2 separate regions of the Anas platyrhynchos genome follow, and region 1 is linked to region 2. The links are chromatin contacts, called in public Hi-C maps. All regions are on one chromosome and are shown on one strand. The core of a region is the stretch at or near the end of the contact, and the rest is flanking DNA. Distances in the headings are between cores, read along the strand shown. Region 1 overlaps ZC3H18 (zinc finger CCCH-type containing 18). Region 2 holds the start of APRT (adenine phosphoribosyltransferase).

What was found. Hi-C and Micro-C count contacts between places; a contact is called where the count stands out from the background.
Region 1: a contact with region 2 is called in a Hi-C map of skeletal muscle, with 2.4 times the contacts expected there. The contact joins the enhancer-like site here to the promoter of APRT in region 2. A contact is called at or near these places in 3 of 8 Hi-C or Micro-C datasets (liver, skeletal muscle and subcutaneous adipose tissue).

Annotation. Positions count from the first base shown.
Region 1 is chr12:1,848,347-1,855,820 of IASCAAS_PekinDuck_T2T, reverse strand. ZC3H18 (zinc finger CCCH-type containing 18) reads left to right here. Exons shown (of 20, transcript XM_072043655.1): 11 at 6,210-6,410; 12 at 7,414-7,474. Among named protein-coding and RNA genes, the nearest start is that of IL17C, 18 kb to the right of the region's middle. Within about 2 kb of position 5,785, at least 2 of the 8 cell types and tissues checked have an H3K27ac peak or open chromatin away from gene starts, as enhancers often do.
Region 2 is chr12:1,773,727-1,781,478 of IASCAAS_PekinDuck_T2T, reverse strand. APRT (adenine phosphoribosyltransferase) reads right to left here and starts at 5,163. Exons shown (of 5, transcript XM_027465727.3): 1 at 5,004-5,163; 2 at 4,368-4,471; 3 at 3,427-3,560; 4 at 2,683-2,761; 5 at 1,538-2,389. The coding sequence starts at 5,080. The coding sequence ends at 2,247. CDT1 (chromatin licensing and DNA replication factor 1) reads left to right here. Exons shown (of 10, transcript XM_027465726.3): 10 at 1-267.

The sequences.
Region 1 (7,474 bases), core at 4,536-7,035, 74 kb before region 2:
TGACCTGAATGCCATCTCCAGGTGGGCTAGCTTGGGCTGGGCGCGTGATACGGGGTCCAAAATCTGCCGTGTGCCAGTCCCAGGTGGGGCGAGGAGGAGGCTGTTGAGCTCAGAGACATCCCAGAGGGTGAAGAGGAGGTGAGGGGAGCTGTGAAGCTGCAGGGCAAGGAGCAGCATCCCCCTGGGAGCACGTCCTGCTGAGCCTCCTGGACTCCTTCGGGAGGAAATCTGCCTCGGCTGGGTTAGAGGCTGTCGATGGAGTGCACTTAGGCAGCTATTCAAAAATAAAAATAACCCTCGCAAGCAGGGACGCTGTCAAATTAAAAGCAATGTCAGAAAGGGCAGCAGATCCCGAGTCCTTCAGAAAACCCTTCCAGCAAGGAGCCCTCTGCTTCTGCCCGGCTTCTCCCGAGGTGGGGATAGCCCCTGAGATGCCACCAAATGCTGCAGCCCCTGGGACAGAAGGGCTGCGGTCCCTTTTCGGAGAGCTCCTGGGTTTCTTGTTCAAGCTAGTTCACGTTGCCTTTGTAATAGGCCGTTATTAGTCCCCGGGGTGAGCGCCTTAATGAGCAGGAGAACCTGGAATCTCAAATCAATGAGCGCAGGTTACCCGGGGCTTGCAAGTTAGAAAGTGTTAGAATGAGGCTGATTAGATAAAGGAGTGGCAAAAAGAAGGGAATGCAAATGGAGTGATTCATGAGTGTGTGAGAGAGAGAGAGAGGGAGATCACGAACCGACTGAACTTGTTTCAGGGACGAATTTGTAGTTCTGGGTGTTCTGGGGTCGTTATCGCCTATCCCGATAGCTTCTGGTGGTTTCCCCCTCACCATCAGAGCCACTGGATCTGCTCTTTGAGCTCTTTTGGCAGAGATTTGGGACAAATCCGCTGTTGTTCAGGCAGATGCAGGTCTCCAGAGGGCTTCGTAGCAGCATCTCCTCCGACTGGATGTGGTGTGGGTCGGCTGGTGGATTTGGTCCTTAGGTTTTCTGGTAGAAATGTTGGCTCCTTTCTTCTTAACTCCTTTATTTGCTCACAGTTGTTGTCCTGCCACAGGCGGAAAAGCAGACTGGGCAGAGAGATGTGTGCTCTGCCTGCTTCCAGGTCAGGCGTGGATCCCAGGAACTCTCCAAATAAGTCCAAAAATCCCCGAGAAGTTACCGAAGGGAAACGGTGGCGTTTGTCAGCAGGCACAGAAGTGCTGTCCGGGCCTCCGGGCGGCTTCTTGGGGTGCAGCAAAGTAAGAGAATAAAGCGAGCAGCCCCAGGCTGTTGGGTTTCCCAGGCTGGAGGGAGGTTTGTCCTCTGCAGCGGGACCTGGGCTCCTGCTCTGCACGCTGCCACCCTGCCGTGCCTTCCTCGGCGCTGCGAGGGTTTCCCTCCTCCTCCTCCTCGCTTGCAGGACGTGTCTGTGCTGCTGCATGTGCTCCTTGGGATCGGCAGCCCCTGCGAGGTGATGCTGTGCAGGTAGGGATTGCAATAACTTGTTTACATCCCCATTTTCTGCGGCGCAGCCTCCAGCCCGAGCGATGGAGCCTGGTTAGCTCAGCTTTTATTTGTTCTCCCGGCTCGTTTGGGAAGCTGGCGATAATAAAAAAGGTTCCACAAACCAAAGCAGCAAAGCTTGTCGAAGGTCTCCACGGAGCGTTGCTGTCGCCTGGAGTTTTCGTTCGTCTTCGTGGTTCCTGAGGTTGTGCCACAGCAGAAGGAGCCGGGTTTCGTAACCCTACATCAAGATGAAGAAGGGCATCTAGTGACTCAGATGTGGATCTCAAGGAATGTGTTTTTCGTTGGCATTCGGGGGTTGGAGCTGCCGGAGAGATCCCACACGCTGGGTTTTATTAAAGCAGACGGGAGAATCGCTGCATGCGGGCACCTCCGCTGGGAGAAGGCTCTCGAGGCGTCAAATGCTCAGCCCTCGGGGCAGATCGCATCCCAGATAGGTTTATCTGCCCGCTGTGATGATTTCATACTCCAGATTGTATCTCCACTATTTAATTTCAAAGCCTCTCCCCATCAGGCTTTGAAGAAATCTTTTTTTTTTCTTTTTTTTTTTTTTTTCCTAAGCAACTGATAACCCTGCTTGAGATGGAAACACCTTGAGAGAAGCAAAACCTTTGCTCACACCTCCCCAGGACAAGTGGCCGTGCTGTAGGCATGAACACTGGATTCAGGGGTCAGGATTTCCTGTTGTAGGTGATTTTGGGGGCTGTTGTATTTTTCCGGACACGTGGCACTGGGGATAAGTGACTTTATTGTGCTGAGACAGAAAATCTGCCCGCATGCACGTGCTCTGCTGGAGCTCATTCTGCAGCAATCACAGAGCCCTCACCGTGCCTCCAACCGTTCCTCGAGTTCACTTCCTCTGGAAAATTCCACCGAGACCAAAGGAAAGCTTGTGCCGGTGCCACAACCCTCGCTTCCCTGCGAGAGACGAAAGGGCTCGAGAGCACGGCCGGACTTTCCTCTCTGAGCACATCGAGCCGGAGCTGCCGGCCAAAACAGCAGCCCCGGAGCCAGGCCGACGTCAGCGATAAGGTTTGCGTTACCCGGGGTGGCGGCGTCACCCCGGGAGGGGGAAGGAAGGAAGCACTTTTCCCTGGGAAGCCTATTTTCCGGCTGAGATTAGAAAGGCTTCGGCGTCATTTGCATAAAAGCAGGAGGAGGAAGGCTCGGCCACGCGGCTCCGCTTCCCCCTCCGAATTCCTGGCGGGCTCCTCGGTGCCGCGCCGCGCACGGGGCGGTCGGGAGCTGCTCCTCCTCGCTGCCAAAGCGGCGTTCGGCTCCAGCGCTCCGCTCGATTGCTGTAGTTGAGCCCCAGCCAACTCTGCGTTAACGTCTCCGTTCTGGAAAATAAAGCTTTTAGCTCTTTTAAGGTCAAAATGGGCGTCGGAAATAGCTGCGCTCTGCGGACCGTGCTCGTGCCCCGATGACGCACGGTGCTGCTGCTCCGGGCGCTGCAAGGAAACAGAGCTGCTACCACTCCATCCTCTCAGCCCATTTTACTCCTTCTGTAGCTCTTAAACCTGATGTCATGCAGCTAATTAGGGAGTTCGTTCTCAAAGATTTTCCTACGTGTCCTGAAAGCTGGAATTGGGTGAAAAAGGAGCCCTGGGTTCGCACGCGTGCCGTGGTCTCATGCGGCTCCTTTGCCAGCAGGTTTGCAGAGTGTGCTCGTCTGAGGCTGAGCTCGTAAAGCACAGGACCTGACCTCATGGCTCAGCACCCCAAAGCAGTAAAGGTTTCTCTTCTTCCCTCCCCTGTTAGCCTTGTGCCAGCTCCAGCAGCTGTTCAGTCCCCACCGTGGGCCACTTGGACTCGCTGACCCAGCAGGAAACCGGCTCTTGATTTTTATTTTTCCTCCCTCTTCAACCAAGGAGGTGAATTGGCTCTGAGCAGTGCCACATCCAGCACAGGACGGGAAGTGGGAATGACCCAGTCGCAAGAGTGAAAGCGAGGAGGAGGAGGAGGAAGCCTGCCCTGGGATCAAACCGTGCACAAAGCCCCCCAGCAGCACAGCACCAGGAGCCGCGATGGTGCTCGGTGTGATGCTGGGCAGCCCCCTGGGCTCGAGCCACCTCCCTGCCTGCTCTCCTCTCCTCGGTGAGCCCCGTTCCCAGCCTCTGCTTTCACCCCAACGAGTGCACCCCGTCGGTCTGCAGCACTGAACGTGATTGAAACGCCGACTGTTTGGGCTGTCACCAGGACATCACTCGGAGGCAGATGGCGAGGAGCTTGGCAGCTGCTCAGCTTTGCTTTCAATTCTGCCTCCCGACTTCCACCGGAGGAGGCGAGCCAAATGGCATTGGATGCGGGTCCCTTGTGTGAAGTTGAAGAAGTTTATTGGTGATGCTGCATGCCGGGCACGCGGGCAGCTCTTGGGGAAAGACTTGGAGAATGTCCTGACACGCGCAGCGCCTTGCTTTCGGGGCTGTAGGAAGGTGACGTGTTTGCTGCTGAGTCAAAAGGCAAAGCGTATCCAGAAAAGGAGGCTTTCTGTTGTGGTTTTCCCGGGGAAAAAAAGCTCTCCTCCAGAAAGTGACTTCACCGGGAGAGAATTGCATCAAACCAGGTAATGGGTGCGAGTAATGAGGTTTGCTCTCCGAGTCGCCTTTGCTCCAAACCTTAGAGTTAAGCGCGAGTTGTTCCCACGTGGGGTCTGAGCAGGGGCTCGGCACCCAGGCTGTGGACATGGGCAGATTTGGGCTCTTTTTGAGAGAAAGAGAGATTCTGTAGGAGGTTTTTCCTAGCTAGAACTGCTGCGGGATTCTTATCCATGCCTCGAGGTGGGAGCTGCCTCTGTGCCAGCAGAATATTCCCCCTGCATCTCCCAAAACCCCAGGAGAGGACACCGGAGAGGGACACAGCCTAGTGATACTCGCAGGCATCCTCACACAGCGCTCTCCTCCTCCTTGCTGCTGCTGTTTGTCCTGCTGCTTCTCACCAGGTGACGGGGCTGTACCTCATCTTCCCCTCTCAGCCCTGGCGAGGGCTATTCAGCCTTATCAGAGTCTAATTAGTAGGTCAGGTCTATCTCAGTGTTTGGAATCATGGTCTTCCTCCGTGATCAGGTACTCAGATGGAGCTGCAGATGTAACCTGGCCAACGAGACCAGCCCACAGCAAGCGATGCGTTACACGGCGTGCGTTGGAGCAGCTCTGGAAAGGGTGACGATGCTAAACGCTAGATCCCGGTGAATAATGCTGAGCCATAAGCCTGCTTGGGGCTCTCTTAGTCGGCAGTCAGCAATTTTGTGTGCTGCTACGTCACCCTCAGAAGCATCTTCTGGGGCTGGAGTGAGATGTGTGGGACCAGTGAGCATGAAAGAAGAGTTTCTCCCCTCCAGCGTTTTGTATGTGCAGATAAATGTGGGACAAATGGTAAAATTGATGGAATTGTATCAGGAAAGACAGGGAAAAAGCAGGACACCGTGCGTGTGCAGGTTTGGCAGGGGGTGAGAGGTGGAAGGAGTTGAACTGAGTTCAGGCAGTTTTTGGTAGCGCCAAACCAGGAGGTGGTGAGGCTCCCTAGGGACTGGTGAAGCCTTCAAAGGGAAGAAGAGGCTGCTAATGAAGGGCTTTAATTACCCCGTCGTCTGCTGAAAACGAATTGCGGCAAGAAACGTAATCCGTGGAATTATTAGAAAACTTTGGAGGTTGCTTTTTTATCTCGAAAGGTAGAGGAAGTCGTGTGGGGAGTGGTTGCTTCACGGTGCCGTGACTAATAGGGTGGGACTGGCTGAACCCGGGGCTGGAAGGTGCTGTCCCTCCCCCAAACCCTCCGAGTGAGAGGGTTCATTAGCTGGAGAAAAGGAATAAAGGCATAATTATACGGGTAATTTGATGAGCGCAATAGGCTTCATAAACCTTTAAGCAAGCATAAACTTTGCCTAAAACCTGACGAAGAAGGTTACGAGCAGGTAATTGACCAGTCATATGCAGGTTAGAGTCAGGGTGAGGAAAAAACCCACGTTAAATCATCCGTAGATAAGAGATGCGATAAAGCCCGGGCCTGAAGAAACTCATTAAGGAACTATCCCGTGCGGATGCTGAAAAGTTAGCGCTGGTTGGTTTTTTTTTTCGGAGGGTTGTGGGGCAGTGGAAACCCGGAGAATAAAAGGAATGGGTTTAAAAAAAAAAAAAAAAGGTTAAAGAAACAGGTTAAATACAGCCTGAGCCCCGAGAAGGGGAAGGAAGAAACATGGTTATCAGGAGCAGGAGAGCACGTGTCCAGCCATGATAAAATAACGCGGTGATAAAACAGCCCCCGGGAGGTAGGTGTCCCCTTCGTGTGGGTCGAAATGGCTCGGCGTGCCTTGGCCGGGGTGAGGCTCGTGACACAGCCCCACGTGGTGCCCTGATAAGGGAGCTGGAGGAAAGTGATTCAGGCTGAAGCTCTTCTCTTAGGGCCGGCTGCTTTTTTCCAGCACCTTGGCTCCGTTGGGATGGAGCTTCGGATGCACGCCCCAAGGCTGTCCTCAGCCTGCGTCTGTGCAGGATTTTCAATGCACAGGGGGGCAGATTTAGGTTGCTCCACTTCTAACCAATAGAACAATAGCTGTTCTAATACTTACCTGCCCCAAATGATGCTGTATATCCCGCAGTGGACCTTAATGAGTCCGAGTATGCAGGGTGAATTCCTGACATCTGTTCCTGTTGGCCTTATGGCATAAAAAACAACCCCAGCATCTCAACTCCTCTCTTCTTTTCCAGCCGCCAGCCTGAGCCACCAAAGAAGGAGAAGGAGGCGACCACCATTACCGCCGCGCAGTCAAAGAGGGCGGATGAGTGGAAGGACCCCTGGCGCCGGTCCAAGTCCCCCAAAAAGAAGCTCGGCCTCTCCGTCTCGCCCAGCCGCGCGCGCAGGCGCCGAAAAACCTCCGCTTCGTCGGCGTCTGCTTCGGGCTCTTCAAGGTGAGTGATAGTGAAGAACACGTCACATCCAGGTCTTGTAGGGCATCAGGAACGTGGTGTGCCTCTTTCTTGTGAGCAGGTGGTGTAAGAAGTGGAGCAGGTCCTTGGAAAAATAATTATTAAGGGAAATTAGACTTAGATGTAGGTCCACGTAGCTCGTCTAGATGAGAACTGAGCTTTATAGGAGCAGAAGGAGGTGGAAGCTGTAGGAATTGGAGCGTCTTCGTTCCAGGAGTGCTAGAGAGAGGAGGGGAGCCTGCTCCAGGAAGAGCGTGCTGCTGCTGGGGGAGAACTGGGGTCAAGGAGGCTCGCCAGGAGCCCTAGAGTGCTGCAGGGGGGCTCAGAAATCAGAGCACGGGAGATAAAATCCACTGTTCAGAAGGAAGCGCCACGAATCCAGGAGAATGGAGTTGCAGCCTAGTCTAGTGGAAGGTTTTCCCTGTCCTTGACGGGGTTGGATCTTAAAGATCCCTTTCAACCCAAATCGTTCTATGATTCTGTGATAAGCTGGACCCATTTCCTGTAAACGTTTGAACTTGAAGCTCCTGCAAAGAGGAAAAAATGTATCAGAGAGGAATGAGGAACACGGCGAATTGAAGATACGGATCTTATAAAGCAAAGCCCTCCTGAAGCAGATAGCTTTTCTCACTGGACTCGCTGCACCTTTCATTTCCCTCTTTTCTCCTACACGTGTGACCCAGCTGAGCAGGAGGATTGTCCAGTGAAAAGCCATAAAATTGTATGGAAGGAGGTCTCAAAAAGGGATGGAAAGTCATTAGCTAAAGGGAAGGAAGCCTGTTCAAGTACACAAAGGGCTCCAGCAGCAACAGAATTATTTCTAAAAGAAAAGGTGGGGTGGGGACTGAGGGAAGACTGCAGTCCTGGCAGTCCTTTGTGGAGAGGGTGGGCAGCTTTCGGAGCAGCATCTGAGAATTTGGGAAGAGCGTTCCTCGGTCTCCCAGGACTTTTTGAGAGGCACTGAACTTCAATACTTCTTTTGCAGGTCCTCTTCTCGGTCGTCCAGCTATTCGGGGTCAGGTTCCTCCCGATCTCGTTCCAGATCA
Region 2 (7,752 bases), core at 3,914-6,413:
GGAGTTTCTGACCTGTCCTGGGCTTCCCGTGAAGGCTCGAGGCAGGAGCTTCCACCCAGGGACCGGTGTTGGAGTGGTGGAGGCAGGGGGAGAGGGTGGCGAGGAGGAAAGGAGCGAGAGGAGAAGTCCCCAATTTGCTGTTTTGGCTCTCCGGGGCCTTTTTGTTGTGTTTTTTAAGGGCGAGGGCAACGCGCATCTCCAGCCCCGGCTGGAAACGACGCCGGGACTTGTCAAAAACATCTTTTGCATTAAAATGTTTTAAATCGAGCCGGCTCTCGGCCGCCCCGCGCTTCTCCCGTGGCACCGGGCCCCGGCCGCTCACGCAGGGAAAAGGGCTGGGGCCGGGTCCTCGGCCAACTCCTGGGGAAAAGCTTACTGGAAAAAGTGAGCGTGGGCTCGCCGAGAGCTGAATGCAGCTTTTGTCAATAGGGCCCGGACGGGACGGGAGCTGGGAGAGGGCTGGAGGCAGCGGGGGGTGGTTTGGGGCAGGTCCCAGCTCCGGCTGGGGACCAGTTGTAGGGTTTGGGGAGGAGGGATGGGTGCCCTGAGGAGGGTCCCAGCTGCAGCAGAGGTGCCTGCGCGGGGTGCACCCAGCTTGGGGAGCAGGAGGGGGGCTGCCTGGTGCTGGGTGCGCTCACCTCGGCTGCTCAGAATCGCAGATTTTGGTTAAAAAGGTGGAAGAAGCAGCAGGGAGGTGCCCGTCCTTCATCCTGCTGGCTGTGATGCCCCAAGGAAGCCTCCTCCAGCACCCTGCCTGCAGCCAGCCCCGCTCCCAGCCCTGGGGGCTCACGGGGGGGGTTTAAACCCAGCACAGAGGCTGTGGGGTGAGGTGAGCTCCCGTTTGCTACTGGGACCCCAAAATCTTCCTCCTGCCTGCAAGGCACCGCTCCAAAGCCAGCAGTCGCATCAAGGGGGGGGCTCTCCATGCCCGCCCAGGCGAAGGCAGCGTCCCCACGTTCCCTGATGTCACCCCTTGGCCTCGCACACTGCCAGCCCTGGCACTGACAGGGCTCGCGCTCCCTTCCCCGGTGAGCAGCTGCTTTTCCACAGCTCTTCGGGGTGGAACCGATTTTTCCCCTCTCTGCCTCGCAGCGGGGACCCGCAGCCTCGTGCCAAGAATGCGCCCGGCTCCACGCAGGGGCTGGCTGTAAATCCCAGTGCCCTGGGGTAGGTTTCTCCCCGGGGGAACGATGTTTGATGTTCCTCAGCGCTCCCTGAGCAGCTTTTTAGGAAACGGGGATAAAAATAGCCCCAATGGGTCCTGACAGCTGGGAGCACGGGGCTGGGTGCGCTCCATCCCCGGCACAGGGAAATTATTTCCATGGAAGCCCACCAGGATCAGCCTGGGTGCCCCCCCCTGCAGCCAGAGATCAGCACCAGGTGGGGAGAAAAAAAAATACCTGGAAGGGCCAAATCCACCATTTGGGGTGACCATGGGGAGCGCACACCACAGCCTCCACTGATGGCTCAGGACTGGAGGGAGATGCTCAGGAGGGTACGGAGCTTCAGCTACTGCAAGGAGAGAGCTCTGAGACCATTTAGAAAAAATAAAAAGAAGTCGAGGTTTATTTTACCAGTGGGTTCAGCTCCTGCTGAGGCGGGGCTGCAGGCTGTGCTGCGTTCAGTGGTGCAAATTTTGGCACGCTGAGTCCTGCCTGCTCTTGGGGCTGACCCGAACCACGCGATGGGGAGCTCTGCTGAGCCCTCCTCAGTCCATCACGCTGCCTCAGCTGGTGCTTTGGCAGCTTTTCCTCCGGGGGCAGGTACGTCAGGTCACCCCGAGACAAATCATCACCTTGTGCCCACCTTCTGAGTTTCTTAGGAACCCCTTGAAAGGAGGCTGGCCACGTACGGCTCAAACAAAAGCATGTGCTGGGCCCCAAAAAGCTCTCAGCCCTGCCCTGCCTCAGCAGCAACATTTTCACTTTGGTATCCTAAAAAATAATAATAATAAAAAAAAATAATCTACCCCTTTGTGGTCTCCCTCCCTCGCCCCGGCAGTCTGTTCCCTATTTCCAGCGGGATGAACCCAAAAAAGGATCCGTGCGCTGAATACGCTTTGATCTGTGGCGTGGAAAATGACTGGGACTTACTCTCGTGGAGCATCTGGATAGAGTTCAGACCCAAACTGGAGGTTCTCCCCTGCCCACCCCCTCGTGGCATCAAGCCAGAGACAACTCCAACGCAGGAGGAGGGGGCCGGGGCTGGCAGCGAGCACCCTGCAGCCTCCGTCCGCAGCCTGAGCCTCAGTCGTACTGGAGCAGGGAGAAGAAGGGGACGGACTCGAGCTTTTCCACCCCTTTCAGGAATTTCAGCTCTATGATCACCAGGCACTCCAGGATCTCCGCCTTCAGCCTCCTCACCAGCTCGCAGGCTGCTCGCATCGTACCTGCAGGACATGGAGGGGTCAGCAGAAGGAGCAGCACCCGGGGCTAACCACAGGCAGCCCCAAAGCGCATTCCTGTGCCTCGCACAGCCCAAATTTTAGCACTCACAATGATTTAAACACCACGGGCATTGCAACAAGGGAAAGGGCAGGAGCAAAGCGTTTCGGGGTGGCAGTTTCCATGCACAACGTCTCGGTTAAATCACTCCCCGGGGGAAATCAGGGTGATCACAGGCAGACCCACACGTGGAGCTCTCGTGCGCATTCCCCGCGCCCTCCGCCCGCGTTTCGCTCACCTCCAGTCGCAAGCAAATCATCCACAATTACTACTTTCTGCCCCGGTTCCACGGCGTCGCTCTGGATTTCAAGTGCAGCCTGCAGGGTGGAAAGAGCAGCCTCATTTTAGCCTTGCCTCCCAGAGAAACACCTCCCACACGGCTGGGAACGCGGACACGTCTCCAGCCTTAGCGCTCAGCACCTACAGCCCCGAAACGCACGCTCCAAGAGTGCTGGAGCGGGGAAAAGCTGCAGGCACGTCCTTTGTCGGATGAATTTGGGGCTTGGCCCAAAGAGATCTTGTGCGTAATGGCAGCGTGGAGCTCCTGCTGCTGTTAGTTACCAGCCGTAGCGGGTTATGGGGCCTAGGGCTCTGCGATCCCAAAAGGGGTGCGGTGTTATGGGGTGAGCGCCCGGCCCCGAAGCCATGCAGTGAAGGCATTTACCCAGAGCACTTACTGGAAGAGGGGGAGCTCGATGGTCATGCCCTTGAATTCAAGCCAAAGAAAGCAATTTAGCACCGACTCTTATCCCACATCCTGCACCCCCCCCCAAAAAAAAAAACCCACAGCACGGCTCACCGACACCAACCCCGGGTGCGTGGCGTGGAGACAAAGCCCTGGGGAGCTCCCAAAATTTGTGCCATGCCCCTGGGCTCAGCACCCATCGGGGCTGGCCGGGGTATCCTCCGCCAGCCTCATCGCCCCCTCTACTCACAGCCCGCACCACAGCCTGGAAAACCCTTTTTCCCCCCTGGGTGTTACCTCGCCATACTCCAGGGTGTACGAGACGGACTCGGTCGGCCCGGGAAGCTTCCCCTTCTTTCGGATGGGCACGAAGCCCACCCCCAGCCTCTGAGCCAGAGGGGGGCCTATGAGGAAGCCGCGGGAGTCCAGACCTGGGGGGCAGAGCAGGAAGAATTCAGCAGAGCCAACACCTGAAAGCCACCGTGCGACACCGGGAGCACTTTGTCCCCATGGGGTTTGAGACGTGCACCATGGCACCGTGCTCACCCAGACGGGCTGCTGGGGAGCTGTGGGGCACGGCAGTGACACCCCCAGCAGCTCAGCAGCCCTTTTTGCCTCCCTCCCAGCTCTTTAGAGCAGCAAAGCTCAGCTCAGCCCCGCTATCAGTCCGGCCACGCACCCAGGGACTTTGCACCTCCAGGGGCAGAGCCTGGTTATCAGGAGCCACTTGGCCAGGTTTGGTTGAGGCTCCCCGAGCCCTGGGCTATCGCCCAGCCCAAGCAGCACCTTCCGGAGCACTTTTCATTCTCAGTCTCCTTAAAACGCGTGCTGCAGCGGGTTATCGCCACAAAGCCTGTTTCAGTTGGCTCGATAAAACCCTCCGAGAAGGAAAACATGATGGAAACAGGGGCCCCGTGCCCTGGGGACTGTGTGAGACCTTCCAGGCATGGCACACCGGGTTTCGGCGCTCAGTGAATGCCTCTTTGCTTATTGAGGGAAGAAATGAATTACAAAACTGGCACTGAAGCACCATCAGATGACGTCTGCCACATCCCAAACCAGTATTTCAGGAAACCACGGTACTGGGGCAAGGGTAGAGCCCCTGCTGGTGTTACCTACGCTACAGGCTGTAATTCGGATGACACCCAAGGGCTCCGATATCTCCTGGCCCCTCGGGGAGGTGTCTCCCCACACCCACCACCCGGGCAGCACCGTGCTCTGCCCCGGGGAACACCCACCTGCAATAAAGTCGATGGGGGGCAAAGACGTCCTCAGGTGATCTTCCAGCAGATCAATCAGAGCCCTGAAGGCCACGGGATCCTTCAGCAAGGGGCTGATGTCTCTGCAAAGACAGGAAGGGCGCTTAGCCAGCACCCAGAGGTGCACGTGGCGGAGCTGCTGCACCCAGGGGAAGCGTGCCCAGCAGACACGGGGGAAGAGACAGGTAGCGGGGCTGCTGCAGAGGCATCTGTGGTTTCCTGGGGAGGGACCAAAACCCCAGCCACGAAGCAAGCCCAGACCTGCCATGCTGCTGAATCACCCCTTAAGCAGCTCCTTGCTCCATCCCCAGCCCCCTTCCTCCCTCCCCAGCCCCTTATTCTCCATCCCCAGCCCCTTATTCTCCATCCCCAGCCCCTTTCCTCCATCCCCAGCCCCTTATTCTCCCTCCCCAGCTCTATTACTCCATCCCCAGGCCCTTTCCTCCATCCCCTTTTCTCCACCCCCTAGCTCTCCTGCTCCATCCCCAACCCTACTCTTCCATTCCCAGGCCCCCTGTTCCATCTCCAGCCCCTCTCCTCCAACCCCTGCCCCATCCCCAGCCCTTTATCCTCCCCCCCAACCCCTTTATCCTCCCCCCCAGCCCAGCCACGCACCGGAACAGCACTCCGGGCACGGGGAAATCGGGGAAGCAGCGCACCCCTGCGCGCACAGCCCTCAGCCTCTCCTCCATTGCCTCCCCAGCACTGCGCAGCCGCCGCCGATTGCAGGCGGTGCCCCCTCCCGGAGCCTTCCCCGGTGCGGCTGCGCCGCGATCGGGCCGGATTTCCCCGGAATCGGGCCGGGTTTTCCCCGGGGTCCCGGCCCCAGCGCCCCGCGGTGCGCCCCGGTGCGCCCCAGGGCGCGCAGCCCCTGCCCGCCGTGCCCAGGAGCCGGCGCGCAGAGACCCTCCCGAGGGGGTCCCGTGCCCAAAAGAGCCCCTGCAGCCCCTTCCCCCTGCCCGATTAGCACCTTTTTTTTGGGGGGGGGCTGGATTATTTTGCTTTTTCTGTCTCCCATGTTTTTTTAAAGCCTGTGGTTTGGGTTGGCAGTGGGGGAGATAAGCTTTGGTGGGGCAGGTCAGGGTGCTCCCCGCTCTCCGTGTTCCCCTGCACCCTGCGCTGCGGTTGGGAGCCCTAAAGGACGGTTCCACATCTCCTGGGGCAGCAGCTGGGGCTTGGATCTGCTCCAGACTCAGCTGGGCACAGCCCCTGCTGCAGCAAAGGTCCCGCAAAGGCCGAGCTGGGTGCCCGCTGCTGGGAGCTGCGTGGGGACAACTGGGCTCCACGTCCCTGGGACAGCCGTTAGGGCCCATCTGTGGTGTGTTTCCCATGGGGTGATGAGCCAGCAGCTGCCGTTTTGGAGTGATTTGGTGCAGACCCCACAGGTTGGGTGCTGAGGGCTGTGAGCGGGATAAGGGACACAACATCCTTCCCCTGCTCCATCTGGATCAGTGCCCCCAACACCCTGTGGGTCCCCCCAACACCCTGCGGGTCCCCCCAGCTCCCAGACAAGGTCTGGCACAGCAGGAGCACCCAACAGGAGGGGAAGGTGACCTGCTCCACACCTCATCTGCCACGGGCTCGGGCACATCTCACCATTTGTGGGGCACCCAATCCTGCCTGCCCCCCCTACACACCCCATCCCGTGCCAGCCTCCGGTTCTTTGCTCGCTGCAGCTGAATCCTCCGCTGCTCTTTTTCCTTCCCACTCCATCTGTAGGTGGCTGTGGGTCTCTTTGTCCTGCTGGCACGGGACACCTGCGTAAGGGATGGCTGCTGAGGAGCCCTCTGAAGGTCGGAGCAGTTCCCTCTCGCCAGGCTCTCTTGCCAGAGCCAGCCCACACAGGTCAGCGTGCCTCCTTTCCCAACCATTCCCTCCCGAAGTAAGATTTTCCCTGAAGTCAGATTATCTCTTTGGCACCAGAAGAATCCCGACAGCTGTTCCAGAGAAGCAGCCACAGATGAGGCACGCGGCCGTCCACTGGAACGGGGGCTTCGCCGCGGCCGTGCTCCCACGGACCTGGACGGGATTTTCTTGTGAGCTTCCCAAACACAACACCGGACAGCGAGCTAGGCCAGCAGCTCCTCGTCTTCCTGGCGGCTGGAAGCGATGGAATTACTCTGCCTACCCATGGAAACGAGCAAGGAGATGGGACAGGGCCCTTCTGCAGCCTCCCGGAGCACCAAGCCAGGCAGCCCTGCCTTCTGCTCGCACCCCTGGAGGAGCTGGGGGCTTCATCACGTGTTTGTTTTTTTTTCTGAGATGCAACTGAATTCATTTTTGTCACCCTCCTAGGCAGCCACCACCGTTATTAGCAGCCACCACCAGGTTTTCTAAGCGAGGTTCCCGGGCTCTGTGCTTCCTGACCCCACCAAACCAGCAGCTCTCACCAGCACGGGCTGCCGAGGGCTCCCACCGCTACCTTGGCATCCCAAAGCTGGGCGAAGGAGGAGCTGGGGGGAATCTCCAACACCTCAGTTCTGCCAGAGAGAGGATCGCTGATCTAGTGGGAGACATCCCTGGGGGTTGGCACGAGGTGATCTGTAAGGTCCCTTCCACCCCGAACCATCCCGTGAGAGGTTACACCAAGTCCTGCTTGTAAGGCTTCAGCTGCCAGGAGTGACCTCACCCGCCAGCTCGGGTTTAAAACCTCTCCTCAAACCTTTTGTCACGACTTCACCTCGTTAATCCCCCGTTTCGAAGGACTGCGCCTACCGGCACGGACTGGTTTTAACATCGGAGCTAAATGAGTTTCCCTGTAATTGTTCAACCTTTCAAACAGCAGCGCTGACTCCTACTGCAGTTTCCATCCGAAAAAAGAACTTTCCTAGAACCAATTTCCAAATGTGATGTCAAAGGACTCCAGTTCTGGAATATCACCCGGGAGGTGTCAGCATCCGCTTGCGGCTCGGGGAGGTTCAGGGCTGCTCGGTGCCTGCCAGGGAACCACAGCCTCGTAGCTGGACCCCCCCCACGGCTCCAGGGCAGGGGAAACGCCGTCCTTGCCTCTCCTGACGCAGAGATTAAAAGTGCTTTGGGATCCTGCTGGGAGAGATGGCACTGAGGTTATGAGCACAGAAACGGGGTGCGTGAAGGCTGGGGTGCTAACTCCTACCCCGGCAGTCAGCAGGGCTGTGCTGAGCACGGAAGTTTCTGTTCCGTCAGGGGGTTTTTAGAAACTTCAGCGTGAAGTGGAACAAAGTGCCCGAAATTTCAACACGCCTCGCAAGGGGAAACGGGAACTCAACTTTCCTCTCGAATCCGCTGGAACGCTTGATTTCAATTTCAGCTTGAGAAACGCATGCACTTTAAAACCCTTTTCTTTTTTTTTTTTTTTAAATCAAATTTTGAAATATCTTATTTC